Regions from separate parts of the Mus musculus genome. Here regions 2 and 3 are each linked to region 1. The links are chromatin contacts, called in public Hi-C and promoter capture Hi-C maps. All regions are on one chromosome and are shown on one strand. The core of a region is the stretch at or near the end of the contact, and the rest is flanking DNA. Distances in the headings are between cores, read along the strand shown.

The links. Promoter capture Hi-C pulls out the DNA fragments that hold promoters and counts their contacts. Hi-C and Micro-C count contacts between places; a contact is called where the count stands out from the background.
Region 2: a contact with region 1 is called in a promoter capture Hi-C map of liver, with 2.7 times the contacts expected there. The contact joins the enhancer-like site here to the promoter of Gck in region 1. A contact is called at or near these places in 2 of 39 promoter capture datasets (hematopoietic stem and progenitor cells and liver), 1 of 484 Hi-C or Micro-C datasets (liver), 1 of 115 datasets of contacts at active chromatin or transcription factors (double positive thymocytes) and 2 of 9 other capture datasets (embryonic stem cells and liver).
Region 3: a Hi-C map of liver shows a contact between it and region 1, with 1.6 times the contacts expected there. The contact joins the enhancer-like site here to the promoter of Gck in region 1. A contact is called at or near these places in 2 of 39 promoter capture datasets (the C10 cell line and hippocampal neurons), 4 of 484 Hi-C or Micro-C datasets (bone marrow-derived macrophages, liver and nephron progenitors), 1 of 115 datasets of contacts at active chromatin or transcription factors (embryonic stem cells) and 2 of 9 other capture datasets (liver and pancreatic islet).

Annotation. Positions count from the first base shown.
Region 1 is chr11:5,912,639-5,917,453 of GRCm38.p6, forward strand. Gck (glucokinase) reads right to left here and starts at 2,497. Exons shown (of 10, transcript NM_001287386.1): 1 at 2,329-2,497. The coding sequence starts at 2,373. It overlaps Gm11967 (predicted gene 11967), which reads left to right and starts at 2,629. Exons shown (of 2, transcript NR_166847.1): 1 at 2,629-2,758; 2 at 3,696-4,124.
Region 2 is chr11:6,163,693-6,168,507 of GRCm38.p6, forward strand. All of the region lies in intron 2 of Nudcd3 (NudC domain containing 3), which reads right to left. Among named protein-coding and RNA genes, the nearest start is that of Nudcd3, 34 kb to the right of the region's middle. Within about 2 kb of position 1,964, at least 12 of the 459 cell types and tissues checked have an H3K27ac peak or open chromatin away from gene starts, as enhancers often do. A contact at or near this core is called in liver, where this site is marked.
Region 3 is chr11:6,041,381-6,046,195 of GRCm38.p6, forward strand. All of the region lies in intron 1 of Camk2b (calcium/calmodulin-dependent protein kinase II, beta), which reads right to left. Among named protein-coding and RNA genes, the nearest start is that of Camk2b, 22 kb to the right of the region's middle. Within about 2 kb of position 2,766, at least 3 of the 459 cell types and tissues checked have an H3K27ac peak or open chromatin away from gene starts, as enhancers often do. A contact at or near this core is called in liver, where this site is marked.

The DNA.
Region 1 (4,815 bases), core at 1,247-3,746:
TTTCTGGCATTGAGGAAGTGAGAAAGGACCTTCTGAGAGCCCAGCCCCACTCTCATAAACAGAACTGCACCTGGCCTGTGGATCTGCCAACATTTAAAAATTTATTTAAAATTGAGGTCCTTCTACAGAAGTCTCCAACAAACTAGGTCTGCATGCTCAGGAGGCTTTAGGGAAGTGGAGAGGCTGCCCCCAAGTGGTAGGACCTGGCCACAGAACCCTCATTCTGAGCCTTGGCCAAACCAGCTAGGCTTCAGTACTTCCCATACTGACCCAGACCACTGTGGCTAGAAGGACACCTCGCATTCCCCACGTTGTCTTTCCCAATGCAGGCGATGCAGGTCGGAGGGTGGGTGCTGGAAGAGGCTTAGGCTGCAGTAGCTAACGGGCTCTGCTAGACAGCGCCTCTTCGTGTGCACTGGGTCTGAAGATGCCCATACTCCTGGCACCAGCTCAGTGTGCAACCCTGGGGAGAGGCTTCACAGCCCTCAGGCTGCGGGTTTGGGAGGGGAAATGGGCATTGTGTCAGTCTTAACAGCCTCTGTGCATTGTGCACATGAGCAAGGATTGTGGGCCAGGCCTATCGTGGGTATCCCTGGGACACTCCATATTCCTGAATCATTCCAAGACAATCCAGGGTTGCTAAACACACACTCTACAACCCACCCCCACAAAGCCACGGTGTGCAGAGCCTACAGAGCCAAGAGTGCGGAGCTGGGTTGTAAGCAGAAGCCTGGACTCGGAGCCGACACTCGCCCATTGGGATCCTTCCTGCAGGACTTCAGGAGCTGGCTTTGGCAGGTGTCCAGTTAGCCATTCTCACGTGTCTCTAGAAGTACCTCGTGCTGCAGGGAGACCCTGGTAGCTCACTAGATTCTCTTGTGGGCCTTGTCTGAAAAGTCACAGGACACATAACCAAGGTTCATGGCCACGAGCAAACATAGGGCTTTTCCTGTGGGAGGACTCCCTTCTCCTGAGTCCCCTGAAGAGCACTGGCAGGTTTCCTGAGCTGATGCCAGTTCTAGCCAGTGTGCTCTGTGGTGTGTGGGATGTTAGAGAAGAGCTGAGAGCATTTGCTGTCTGTCTGTTTGTCTGTCTGTCTGTCTATCTGTCCAAGCACAGTACCACACGAGGCCAGTGCTCACGGAGAGTCACGGAAGAGAATTACATGACAGTAGAGTTGAGTTGGGTGGTGAGGCAAGGAAGTGGGTGTCAGGGTGGGCTGAGGGGTGCAGCTCCTCACTTTCCTAGAAAGTGAGGAAGTTGCATAGAGGGGAGAAAGGAGTCACCCCGACAACCACGAGAAGGCTAGAGACGCCTGGCTACAGAATGCGGACTTCTTGAGACAGGGTGGAACTGGGTGGCATTAGGCTGTCTCCAGAATCTGTGTACTGTGACAGTGCACACAGGACAGAGATGTGGTAAGGTCTAGAGAACATACAGACATCTGGTGACAGCTTGGTCTAGGGGGTTTAGGAAGAGACACACTAGGAGGATCACATGGACGAGCCTGAGCAGCTGCAGCAGGGATCCACTGGGATTAGGCATCCTGGGAAACCAATCTAAGCAACCCATCTGCCTGCACATAGCTGCCTCAAGTATGTATGGCTGGCTGTGTGCAGACACAGTTCAGGGAAACAGTGGGGAAACAAGCCCTTAGCATGGAGATGTTCTTATACAAGTCTGGATTAGGTCACAGGGAACTAATAGCAAAAGTGGGAGGGATAGAGCTGGCAGGGTCAGATCCCTGAGCACACTCTGATTGCCCACCTTATAATGCAGGAAAAAAAGAAGACACCATCAAGTGCTGTGTTTACCATCTTAGCAGTGGGAGAGGTAGCCCCAGGGAACTGTAGACCCCAGAGGATCTGGACAAGGGCCATAGCAGCCTACAGACAAAAGCCACAGTTCTGAAGGTCCAGAGACAGTGTCAGCACCTGCATGTCCAGTCTTAGCCTGGATCCTCTTTTCCAAGGTCCTATGGTGGCTTTATACAAAGGAGTGAGTGGCCCTAGGTCAGCCATCCACATACTTCTGGAGAAGAAAGCCCCACACTCTACTGAGTACAGCCATGAGGTGCCCCTTAGAGATGAGCAGCACTCAGAAAACATCCCGAGGCTAGGCACTGTCATTCCAGAAACAAGCCCTGGTGGACTCCTCAAGAGCTGGACAATCGTAGCACCAATGAGAAGGGATACAGGGAAGAAGGGACAAATCCAGGTCTCCTACAGGATCGCACTCATCCTTGAACCAATCCCTCTCTCCAACCTGAGCATGCTGCCCTCCAGGTCTCCCCCAATTCAAGGCCTTTGGCCTGTGAGGGGCCCTTACCAGAGTCAACGACTGGGCTCCCCTCCTTGTAGTATCCACAGCCATCTGAGGATAAGCAGGGGTCGTTGGGGAAGTAGAGATGTTCCTGACTCCCGAGGCCACCTGCTGTGGGTGAGGACTGTCTGGCTGAGTGTTGCAAAAGACAGGCAGCCAAGGACTTCTGCACTAATGGGTCAGTCTGAGAGGTGGCTCCTAAAATACCCTGCCTACTGCCACGGGGTCAGGGACAGGGCCAGGGCCAGGACAAAGAACCACGTGGGATCAGGTTTGACAAAGGCCACAGGGACAGGGCTATGAGACAGGCTACCATGTTCTCTGAACACTGGTTGGAGCTGCTGTGGAGAGGTTGATGAAGTGGCTGGAGCTAGCCCACTCACATGCCCCCTTCCAGACTTGTTACAGAAGATGATGATCGGATGCTTTGAAACAGGTAGGCACGAGGAGCTGTGTGAGCCAGTGAGGCTTCAGACTTGTGGGTAGTGGAGATCCTCATGGGGTTTCACCTATGGAGGGTTGGCTATGCACAGCCACACAGTCTGGGGCTCCACCATAGAACTTGGCTGGGAAGGAGAAGCTGGAGGAAGGAAGGAAGGAAGCCAAGCGTTTGTGGAAGGGAGAGTTTGGTCACGGCATGGACTGGGGCAGATGGGAAGGACATCTGTGCACATACAAGCTGGAGAAGATTCAGGTCCTCTGGCTTCCCTGACACCCCCTCCCCTGCAAGTAAAACAATTTTTTTTTTTAACTATTGTGGAATCTTCTTAAATTTCCTTTAACCCAAACAGCAAGAAATAGAATAGAAGAGGCCGTTAAATTTTGTGACAGCAATGCTCAGGACATTCTGGGCTCTTCTACGGGGTTCAGACACCTCCTAGACCTTTCTTTGGGTTTGGCCAGGAGTGACCCCAACATACTCTGCACTTGCTGGCATTTCCAAGCCCTGCTAAAATTAGCTGCCACTGGCAAGTATGACAGGGTACATAGGGTGCCTGTCAGAATGCCAGGTTTTCCCAAGATTGGCCAGTATGGTCACCCCTTGACACGATTGATCACTTTCCCAAAATAGAGCAAAGCTGGCCTCACCAGACCTCATATGACAAGCCTCTGACTACCCAACCCCTGGCTCTGAGCCCCTTTTGCTTTGGGGGTTGAGCTCATGCCTGAATTTGGGGTGGCTGGTCTTGGAGCTGCCTGGGAGCCTTGCTCCCATCTCCTGGGCAAGTCACAGGAGAGGAAGAGGAAGAGGAGGATAGAGGAGGAGGAGGAGGAGGAGGAGGCAAATCTTCAAGCTCTAATCTCTGGGAGGTGGGAGGAAGGGTGTGAACCAATGCAAAGCCAGAGACAAACGGAGCGGATTTCTGTCTCAGCCAGACTGCGCATGAGCAGCAAGCATCCTCCCAGAACATGTCCCAGGGCGTGGTCTCTTTCCAGTCACTGCACCTTTGAGGGAAGAATGGGATCTAGTTGGCTAAGCACCCAGGACAACTCTGGCAACTCACCGCCCCCCCCTGTGAATCCACCTCGTCCAGGAGTACCATTCTGCAGTAAGGACACGTAGCTCGATGTTCTTCCTACACTCAACAGTCACGACTGGAGAGGAGGGGACAGGACAGAAGGTGCCTTAGGGATGAGATCTCATGATGGACGCACAGGACATGGAAAGCTGCATGAACACTGTGTCTGCTTGGATTTGGAGAAAAACAGAGCCTTGCAGCCATGAGTTAGAGCATTTTCCCATCTTCATCTTTCATTTGATAGAGGGAGTGAGTAAACTGAAGGAACCATTTTCTGTCCTAGTTGGTGACCTTCCACCTCCTTTTTTCTCCTCTCATGTGTATGCAAGCATGCGTGTGTGTGTGTGTATGTGTGTGTGTGTGTGTGTGTGTGTGTGTGTGTGTGTGTGGTGTTCATATGCACGTGCATGCACCTATGCACTGCCATGCAGAAGAGGCCAAAGGAGGAGAATATGTGTGTCTTGTCTATCACTTGCCATCTTCTCTGTTTGAGACAGAAGCGAACATGAAGTTTATGTTTTCAGCTAAGCTGGCTGCGGGGCTCTGCCTGTCCCTGTCCTCCAACTTCTGGTGTATTAGTAATGCAGAGCCATGCTTGGGTTTTACGTGGGTGCTGGGGATTCAAACTCAGTTTCTCTCACTTGTACATCAAGTGCTCTTACTCAGTGAGCACCCCTCCCCCACCCCGGTCCCTGTGCCTTGTTCAAGAAGTCATTTCATACACGTGGCTGCATTTTCTATTCATTTACCTCAAGGTATCAGCAGGACAAGGATAGTAACTGATAATCAAGCTTATTCATTCTAGTATCAAAAAATAATAATCACAGCATTGGGCAGCACTTCCGTGCAGTCGTAACAAAGGTCACGTGAAAGCTGACAGGATAGCTCAGCAGGTAGAGCACTTGCCATGGAAGCCTGGTGACGTTAGTCTGATCTCTGGAACCACGTAAAGATGACAGAGAGGGGGCTGGGA
Region 2 (4,815 bases), core at 714-3,213, 250 kb after region 1:
GGATGATACAATCACCTGAAGAACCCCATGGCATAAGGACAACTAACCTGAAGGACTGAAAACAAGGAAAAGTCGGACTGTAGCAAAACTGTGTGGCCTCAGTCTCTTAAGAGTAGATGTGTTCTCCAAGAGAAGAGTGCAGCAAGAAGGAAGACGAAGGCTGGCTACACATCACCCACAGCACCCACGCTCGAGGGTGGGAAGAAGACAACGCTGAGGAAGGCGGAAAAGTCACTGCTGGTGGGAGAGGCTGAGTGCACAGAGCCAAGCACACACGTTAACAAGAGCCGACAGCGTCAAAATCGCAAGAACAGAGGAAAGCCACTGACGACTGAGGAGATGGCTCAGTTCATAGAGTGCTTGCCATACAGAGAGGAGGACCCGAGCTCAAATGCCTGAGGTGTACTGGCCAGCCAGTGACAATCCTGTCTCAAACAGTAAAGTGAAGTTAGTCAGAAGTCTCAATATGCACATGTGTTTGTTCTCTCTCTCTCTCTTTCTCTCTCTCTCTCTCTCTCTCTCTCTCTCTCTCTCTCTCTCTCATAAAGTAATTTGAAAAGTTTTTAAAGGGCATATGCTCTCACATCAAGAAACATAAGCATGGCTTGTGAGAGAATCACTTAAAATAAAAACACAGAGAAACAGAGAAACACAGGAAGTAAAAGTGATTAATAACCATGGCGGGGACAGACAGGAGAAGGCATGGGGTGTGGGAGACTGACCATACAGACACACTAAAAGCAAGGAGATGGCAAAGGGGACATTGAAAAGGTCAGAGGAAAACATGAATGGAAGCTATGGGCTTAAGTCATTCATGCTTAGTCAGGGATGGTCCCTAGGTTCAATAGACTCCTTTTAACCAACAATGCTGCCACACCTGGATATCTACATACAGAAAGCGATGTACTCCTAGCAACATCCTGAATCACATTCTAATTAACTCAAATTAGAAGTCAAACTATAAAATCTAATTGACCAAATTAGAAGTCAAACTATAAAATTTTTTAAAATATTTCTGCTGGGTAAAGATTAGATGTGGCAACAAGAAAAATGCAATCCATAAAAGAAGAAAGTGCCATTCTATACCCCATCAAAAGTGTTCTGTTTGGGCCTGAGTTTGGCTAAGAGGTTACGGGAAGTAGGGGCTGCTCTTCCAGAGGACCCAGGTTTGATTCGAAGCACCCACACCGCAGCTCACAACCACCCGTAAGTCTAGTTCCAGGGGATCCAACACCCTCTTCTGGCCACCATGGTCACCAAGCATGCACTTGATGCACGGACATGCATGAAGGCAAAACATGCATGGACATAAAATAAAAAAATAAAGCCTTCTAATTTTCTAAAGTCAATGTGGTGGCTGGGGTATAGCATGTTTCACACGTACCAGATCTTGGGTTTGAGCCCCACCTCTCCCAGCCTTAAATACAAACAGCAACTTTAAAAGATCAAAAAGACAATTCAAAGACTGAAGAACTATCTGCGGGTTACATATCTAATAAAGCATACAGGAACTCTCAAAACTTACTAAAAAAATGAACAACTCAATTTTTAAAATTAGGCAAGTGATCTGAAGTGACACTTCACCAAAGAAGGCAGAAAAAACTGTACCATCTTTGCTTATTAGGGAAATGCAAGTCAAACCACATGACATGCCAGCATACACTTACGAGAAAAGTCTAAAATTAAAAAAAAAAAAAAGAGCATCAAATGTTGATCAGGATGAGGAAGCACTGCATCTCCGACACACAGTGGGCTGTGCGGGCAGTAACACAGCACAAGGTAGCAAAGGCTATGGACAAAAGCCTTTATTCCTGGATTGTAACAAAGTGTGTGTGTCCCCGCTGGAACTTACAGACAAATGTTCCGTGGCAGCTTCTTTTGTAACAGGCAAGCAAACAGCACTGTGTTAGTCAAACTTCCCCCACTTTAGACAAACAATGTAAGAGGAGATAGTTATTTTGGCTTCTGGTTGCAGAGGATTTACACAGTTCATACCTGGCAACCTGTATTGTTTCTGGCATGGTTGAAGGCTTGGTAAGGCACAACTACTCACCTCATGGCAGCCAAGACACAAGTGTGTCAGAAAGGAACCCTGATATCTCCAAAAGCAATCCCAGAGATCCACTTCCTCTAGTGAGGCCTCATCTTCCAGTCCCACCACCTACCACAGACTGCTCACATTGCCAGTCCATCAATAGATTTAGGTCAAAGCTCCATGGAAACGTACTGGTAGATATACCTACTAGCTGGTTTCACTACTCTTCTAGGTGGCTTTCAATCCAAACAAGCTTACAAGATCAAGATCAGCCATCGCAAAAAATGGGGCTGCTCTTGCCTAGGGCCTCAGTCGGGTTCTGACTTAACTCCAGCTCCAGGGAAGTTGGTGGACTTTTATGGTGTTCATAGGCATTTCACCTGTTCCTAGAATGAGGCCACAGCCCTCCATAGATTTGTGGCCATCAGTCACATAAGGGCAACGCACCAAGCCCCTCCACATGTAGAGGACGTGACAGATTATATAGGCTCAAGACAGATCTCCATTTGGAATGAAGTAGCTAAAGACTTGGAGACTTAGCCAATAAGCTTTCCTTCCCAGACACTCCTCCCTGCAAAAGGTATTGAACCTCAGACCCGCCCTGAGAAGTGGGGCATGGTTTTACTCATCCACTTTCTGCCATGACAATAAAGGCCTTAAAACCATGGACTGCCACTTTTCATCGGGATCCGCCATAGGGAGCTGTGGAGGCCTTTGCCTGTAGAGCCACTGTCTGATCTCCAGTAGACGGCCTCTCTTCGATCAGCCTTGGCCACCACCGAGAACTCCCACTGCGGGACCAGCCAAAGCTCCTCCCTTTCCCCTCTTGGCTCTGGGTCAGATCTAGCCCACAGGCCCCCACTCCATTCTCAGCTCTTCCGATGCTTCCAGCGATGCCTGCGTGTCCAAGAGCCTGAAAATCAGACAGGCTGGCCTCCTTGCAGGCCTGGGGACTCCCGAGCCAGCTCCGGCTGTCCTGTGCCTCAGACTGTGTTTCCTCACCCCCAAAGTGAAGCGCAGTTGACTTACAGTGTCCCACCTCCCTGATCAGCTGAGCCCTGTGGCGGAGCAGATGCGGGACCCCATTAACGCTACATACACATAAAACAAAATACAGCTCAGGGATGAAAAGCATTGCTACTCTTTCCAAGAAACTGAGTCTGGCTCCCAGCCACATGGCATCTTTCAACTGTCTGTAATTCCATCTTTTGTCCTCCTCAGCCACTAGGCACTCATGTGTTGAACATAACATGCATGTAAGCAAACACTGCCATACATAAAAATAAATAAATGAAAGTAATAAAATAGAGAAAAGATTATCCATCACGAACTTAAATACCTATAAGTAGATTAATGGGGGGAAAGACAAAATAAAAACAAATGAATTATTGATATCTATCTATATGTGTGTATGTACATCTGTATGGGAGTATCTATGCATGTGCACACATGTATACACACACACACACACACACACACACACACACACACACACACACACACACAGAGTTGAGAGTTGATTCTCAAAATTATATTGAAAGAAATCAGACAGCCAGGCAGTGGTGGCACACATCTTTAATCCCAGCACTTTGGAGGCTGGTCTACAGAGTGAGTTCCAGGACAGCCAGGGCTACACAGAGAAACCCTGTCTCGAAAAAAAACAAAAAACAAAACAAAAGAAATCAGACTGTGGAGCTCAGCTGATAAGAGTGCTTACCTAGCATGAAGGATGAGGTTTGATCCCCAGGACCATAGAACCCTGGGTGTGACGGCACTATAGTCTCAGCACTTAGTGGGTGGAAGTAGGTAGATCAGGAACCATATAACCCTGGGTGTGACGGCACTATGTCTCAGCACTTAGTGGGTGGAAGTAGATCAGGAAGTTCAAAGTCATCCCTGACTACTTGAGTTTGAGGCCAGTCAGGAATACAAGAGACCTTGTCTCCAAATCCAAACAACAGGACACGCCCCTCACCACCCCCTGCCACCACACCACCACCAAAAAAAAAAAAAAAGGTAAATAAATGTAAGTGCACCACTTACAACAGCTGAGGATGGAAGCACCCAAATGGTCAATGACTAGAACTGTGGTCTACCCATACAACAAAATCTGATTTGGCATTAAAAGTAAAGAAAATTCTATTATCTAGACGAATCTTAAGGGTAGTAGACTAAGTAAGCAATCTAGTCACAAAAGGATGAATACTCCATGACGTACCCAGAAGGGTCAATTCCTAAAGACAGACAGTAGGATGAGAGGTTTCTAGGGTTACAGGAAGAGAGATGGGGAACTGTGTCTTAGTAGATACACAGAGAAATGGAAAGAATTCTGGAACCAGCACAACGTGAATTAATTTAACATCACTGAACAGTTCATTTAAGTGAATTCAAATAGTAAATGTGATGTATATCTTGCCACATTATGTGCAGCACACATTTGCCCGATGACCTCAGAGGTCAGAAAAGGGTATTGGATCCCTTGGAACTGAAGAGCCCATGTGGGTGTGGGAAGCAAACTCGGGTCTTCTCTAAAAAGACCTAGAAAGTACTCCTGACTACTGAGCCTTCTCACCAACCCTCTTAGAATTTTTAAACCATTCTGATGGAGCTGGGGGAGGATGACGTCTCAATATACAATGGAAGCTTCTGCTTTACCTCCCGAGTTCTGGGATTACACACCTGGACCAGTACATCTGGCATTAATAGTTACTTTGAAATGTATTCTACATAATTCTAGAATATAAATATAAACTAAGCTTCATGAGAGAGAACAGATCAAG
Region 3 (4,815 bases), core at 1,516-4,015, 130 kb after region 1:
GTATAGCCCTGGCTGTCCTGGAACTCACTCTGTAGACCAGGCTGGCCTCAAACTCAGAAATCTGCCTGCCCCTGCCTCCCAAGTGTTGGGATTAAAGGCATGTGCCACCACTGCCCAGCTTAAGAGCTAAATTTTAAAAAATCCTAAAGTTAACAACAAAACCCAAAAGCATAAGCAAAGAACTTGAGTAAACATTTCTCCACAGAAGCTCCTGGTCAGTCAGGACCCTGAAAGATGTGCGGCATCCCATAGCCCCAGGGAAATCAGGCCAAAGCCACAGTGAAGCGTTGTCGCTCCCTGTTCCTAAGGATGACCACTTTTACTACAAAAACAAACAAACAACATTTAACACACCAAACACATGTGCTGACGGGGAAGGCAGAGGACTTCTGGCTCAGTGTTGAGGACATAAAATGATAAGAAAGCCTGCAGTTTCCGCAAAATAGTTAAACACGGGGTCGACACATGGTCCAGCAATCCTAAGCGGAGTCAAAGAATGGAGAGCCAGGACTAAAACAGAAACGCATATGCCACAATTGCTCACAATCATCAAAAGCAATCGAGTGCCTGTCGAAGGAAGAATGGGGGACGAAGGGCAGCCCGTGTGCACACGGGACGTTCCTCAGCCTCAGAAAGGAAGACAATCCGGACAACCCACTACAGTATCCACACACCTTACAGATGTTCACCAAGCAAAGCAAGCCAGCTGTGAACGATGAACACTGCAGGATTCGCCCCACACAGATGCCCAGGATAGGCAAGTCCATAGAAAGACAGATAACCGTGGTAGCAGGGGCCTGGAGGAAGGAGGGGGTGGGGAGGGGGTGTCAAGTGGGTCCCGAGCTTCACCTGGTACAGATGGAAAAGTTCCACAAGGACAGAGTGTACTTAGTGTGGTGGAAATCTGTCCTAAAATGGTTAAAAACTTGGAATAGATATGATAGAAAATAGAAGAAGCAATGTGACTAGTCATATAGCAGTATAAGTGCGTCAATGGATATGTAAATGATATGTAAATTGAGAGGACAATAGTACATAGGGCCAATATCTTACACCTCACATCATTTTTATTATTTATTCGTTTGTCCATGACTCTGCCACTTCCTTATTGTACATATAATCTTGAGGTAAATTTTCATCTATAAGTACAAATAGTACTTTATTTAGAATTTTTATAAAATTAAGAAAATACTCTGTTTGTGTGTGTATGTGTAAACAACTAAATGTTACCTCTGATCACACTTTTAATACTTAAAATGGTAAATTTTATATTATGTTATCCATTTGGGCTCTAGATGAATTAAGACACTCACTGAAATAAAGCTTGAGTAGCCTTATTCACTTTGGGCAAGAGTGAGGGAAACTGAGGCATGAGCAGGCTATTACATAGTGATGGAGCCATTTTTCAAGAAGTCACAGTAATCCAGACTTAGGCACCCCAACAACAAAGCACTAGCTCGAGACTGGCGCTGGTGAAACTGTGAGAAGAATTAGGGAGACCCACCACACAATTGGAGATTTCAAAACCTTGAGTCAGAAATGCCCAGAGACAGGTGTTGGGGAGATGGCCACTGCACAAACAGAAAGACCTAAGTCTGGTCCCCAGGACACACACACACACACACACACACACACACACACACACACACACACACACACACACAAACACAAACACAAACACACACACCAAAGCCAAAACACTAGGAGTAGTGGCACACACTCCTAACCCAAGGTGAAGCTGGGTGGACTCCAGGGTTTGCTGGCTAGTCAGTTTGGCCTTCCAGGTGAATGTCAGACCAGTGTGATACTGAGTGGCACCTTAGAAGCAAACTCCTGAGATTGTCCACTGGCCTACACACACACACACACACACACACACACACACACACACACACACACACACACACAGTGTGCCTGCGCACACATGAGCATATATGTGTGCACACACCCATATATACAGAAATGAGAATATCTAGCAGGCAGATAGTCAGGACATGATGGAGGTCTAGAGATAGACCATCTTATTCAGCAGCAGGATTTACCCACCATTCTCAAACTCACATGAAATGTTCATTAAGATAGATCCCGTGCTGGGCTGTAAACACACATTGAATTTAAGAGAACAGAAATCAAAGTGGGCTGTGATGGAATTAAAGTAAAGAATGAATAACAGAAAGATGGCCTGAAGAATCCTAATACGTGGTTATTAAATGCCATGTTTCTAAGGATTGAAGAAGAAGGCTGAAGGAAAAATGTAGAAGATATTTTGATTTTAAAAAATGAAAGTAGAACTTATAAAAATTGTCAAATGCAGTGAGAGTGGTCTTCAGAGAAAATATTATATCATAAAATGCATATATTTAGAAAAGAAGAAATATTTAAACTCAGTGTGAACATCTCCTAAAGAAGTAAGTAAGAGGCTCTGGAGAGATGGCTCAGTGGTTTAAAACATTTGCTGCTCTTGCAGAGGTCCCAGGTTCAATTTCCAGCACCCACACTGTGATGCACAGTCACCCATAACTCCAGTTCTAGGGAGCTGAAGCCCTCTTCTGACTGCTCTGGGCACCAGGCACACACATGGCACACACGTGGTACACATGCACACATGCAGACAAGACATCTGCACACATCAAAATAAATAAACCAGAAAGAGAGAGTGGTATTGAAAGGAAACAAGGAAAATAAAATCTAGAGCAGAAATCAGTGAAACTGTAGACAGAAAATCAATACAGAAAATCAACAAAGCCGAACACTTCAGAAAGATCAATGCTAGTGAAAAACTGCTGGCTGCAAATGTGAGCAGAGGAAGAGGGCAGATGCAGGAGTGGGATGGGGTGAGGGCACAGGACTCACAGAAATGAAGGCAGGGCTGTCGCTCCTGAGCCCACCCACTCTGAAAGGGTGACTATGAATAGTGTGGACAGTCAGCCCTATGGCCATGGTTTGATAACTTAGGTGAGATGGACCAGCTCTTGGAAAGACAAACATCACACAGTGGTGGTGCATAGTTGCAGTTCTGGCACTTGGAAGGCTAAGGCTAGAAAGATCTGGTTTTCAAGGTCATTGTGGGCTCTGTAGGAAGACCCACTCACCTTTCAGAGGTGATCTGGCCAGGTCTAGATCTCTCAGAGGTACTGAGGGGGTAACTGACAGGTTTCAGAAACAGAAAGAACTCTGCCCCATGGTCTCATCTGTGAATTCTATCAGACATTTAAGAAAAGACAACAAGCCTGATACCCTAGCACACATCTCTAATCCCAGCCCTTGGGAGGCAGAGGCAGGTGGATTTCTGCAAGCTCATGGCCAACCTGGCCTACATAGAGAGTTATAGGCCAGCCAAGGCTCTATAGTGAGATCTGCCTCAAAAATAGAACAAGCAAACATATAGACAGCGTACTGATTCTTTTCTGGAAAGTCAGCAGCCTAAGGAATTCTTACCTTAGTCTCTGTGGTGGAGACCTTTCATAAACTAAATGCAAAAATTTTTGTCTGAGGTCTCCAAGTTGAATCCAGTGAGACTCACTGTTGGTACACAAGGCTGGCTCCGATTAAAAATCAATATAATCAAGCCATCAACAAATTAAAGATGGAAAATCATACAACCATACAGATAGCAAAAAGTTTTTTGGTTTTTTTTTTTTGTTTTTGTTTTTTGTTTTTAAATCCAGCCGGGCGTGGTGGCGCATGCCTTTAGTCCCAGCACTTGGGAGGCAGAGCAGGCGGATTTCTGAGTTCGAGGCCAGCCTGGTCTACAGAGTGGGTTCCAGGACAGCCAGGGTTACACAGAGAAACCCTGTCTCAAAAACAAAAACAAAAAAAAACCCAAAAAACAAAAAAAAATCCAATACTCACTCATTACAGCACAGTAGGCCAGGTTGGCCATGAGCTTGCAGAAATCCACCTGCCTCTGCCTCCCAAGGGCTGGGATTAGAGATGTGTGCTAGGGTATCAGGCTTGTTGTCCTTTCTTAAATGTCTGATAGACATTCACACATGCTCTTAGCAGGCTAGAACTATAATAGAATTTCCACAACTTGATAAAAAGTATTGACAAAGACCTACAGCTTCTATCATATGTAAAGCTAGATACTACCCTACATGATCAGAAGAAAGCTAGGATGTCTCCTCCTCTGTGATGTGCCATCGTACTGGAAAGCCCCAAATAATGCAGGAAGACAATGAAAGGAAATGCAGATCATACCGATGAGGATGGGAAATATAAGCATCTTTGCTTAGAAACGATGCAGCTGGGTGGAAACCCCTTCTGACCAACAGCAGCCTTGTCAAAGGTGGTACCAAAGGACAGAGGCTATCTGATCGATACTTAAAATTCAACTGCTGTCTTAGAAGAAATTAGAATTTGAAACCTAAAATATAATTGCATCTACGTCAGCACCACAACAAGTAAAATAAGTGGGTGTATCTCTGGCAAAATATGAGCAAGACCTCCTAGGGAAAGGGACAGAATTTGGATTTTAAAAATGGAAGACTAAGGGGTGTTAAAGCATCATGGGTGGTCCAGACGGACTCTGTGATGTCCACTCTTCCCAGTTTCATCTACAGATGAAGAATAAGAGCCACTAGTTATGGATCCAGACAAACTTACTCTTAAGTTGATGTGGGAAAGAAAAAGATACGGAATGTGCAACACAACCCTGGAAGAGAAGAATGCAGTTCCAGGACTCTGGAGCCCACATGGAGAAAGGAGGTTCTTGCCTACAACGGCCTTGGAACAAGTGGATGTGCAGCCGGAAACGGAGTCTAGACATAGAACTTACATCTTCTTCATGTTTGGACAGTAGCTCTGGTTAGCCTG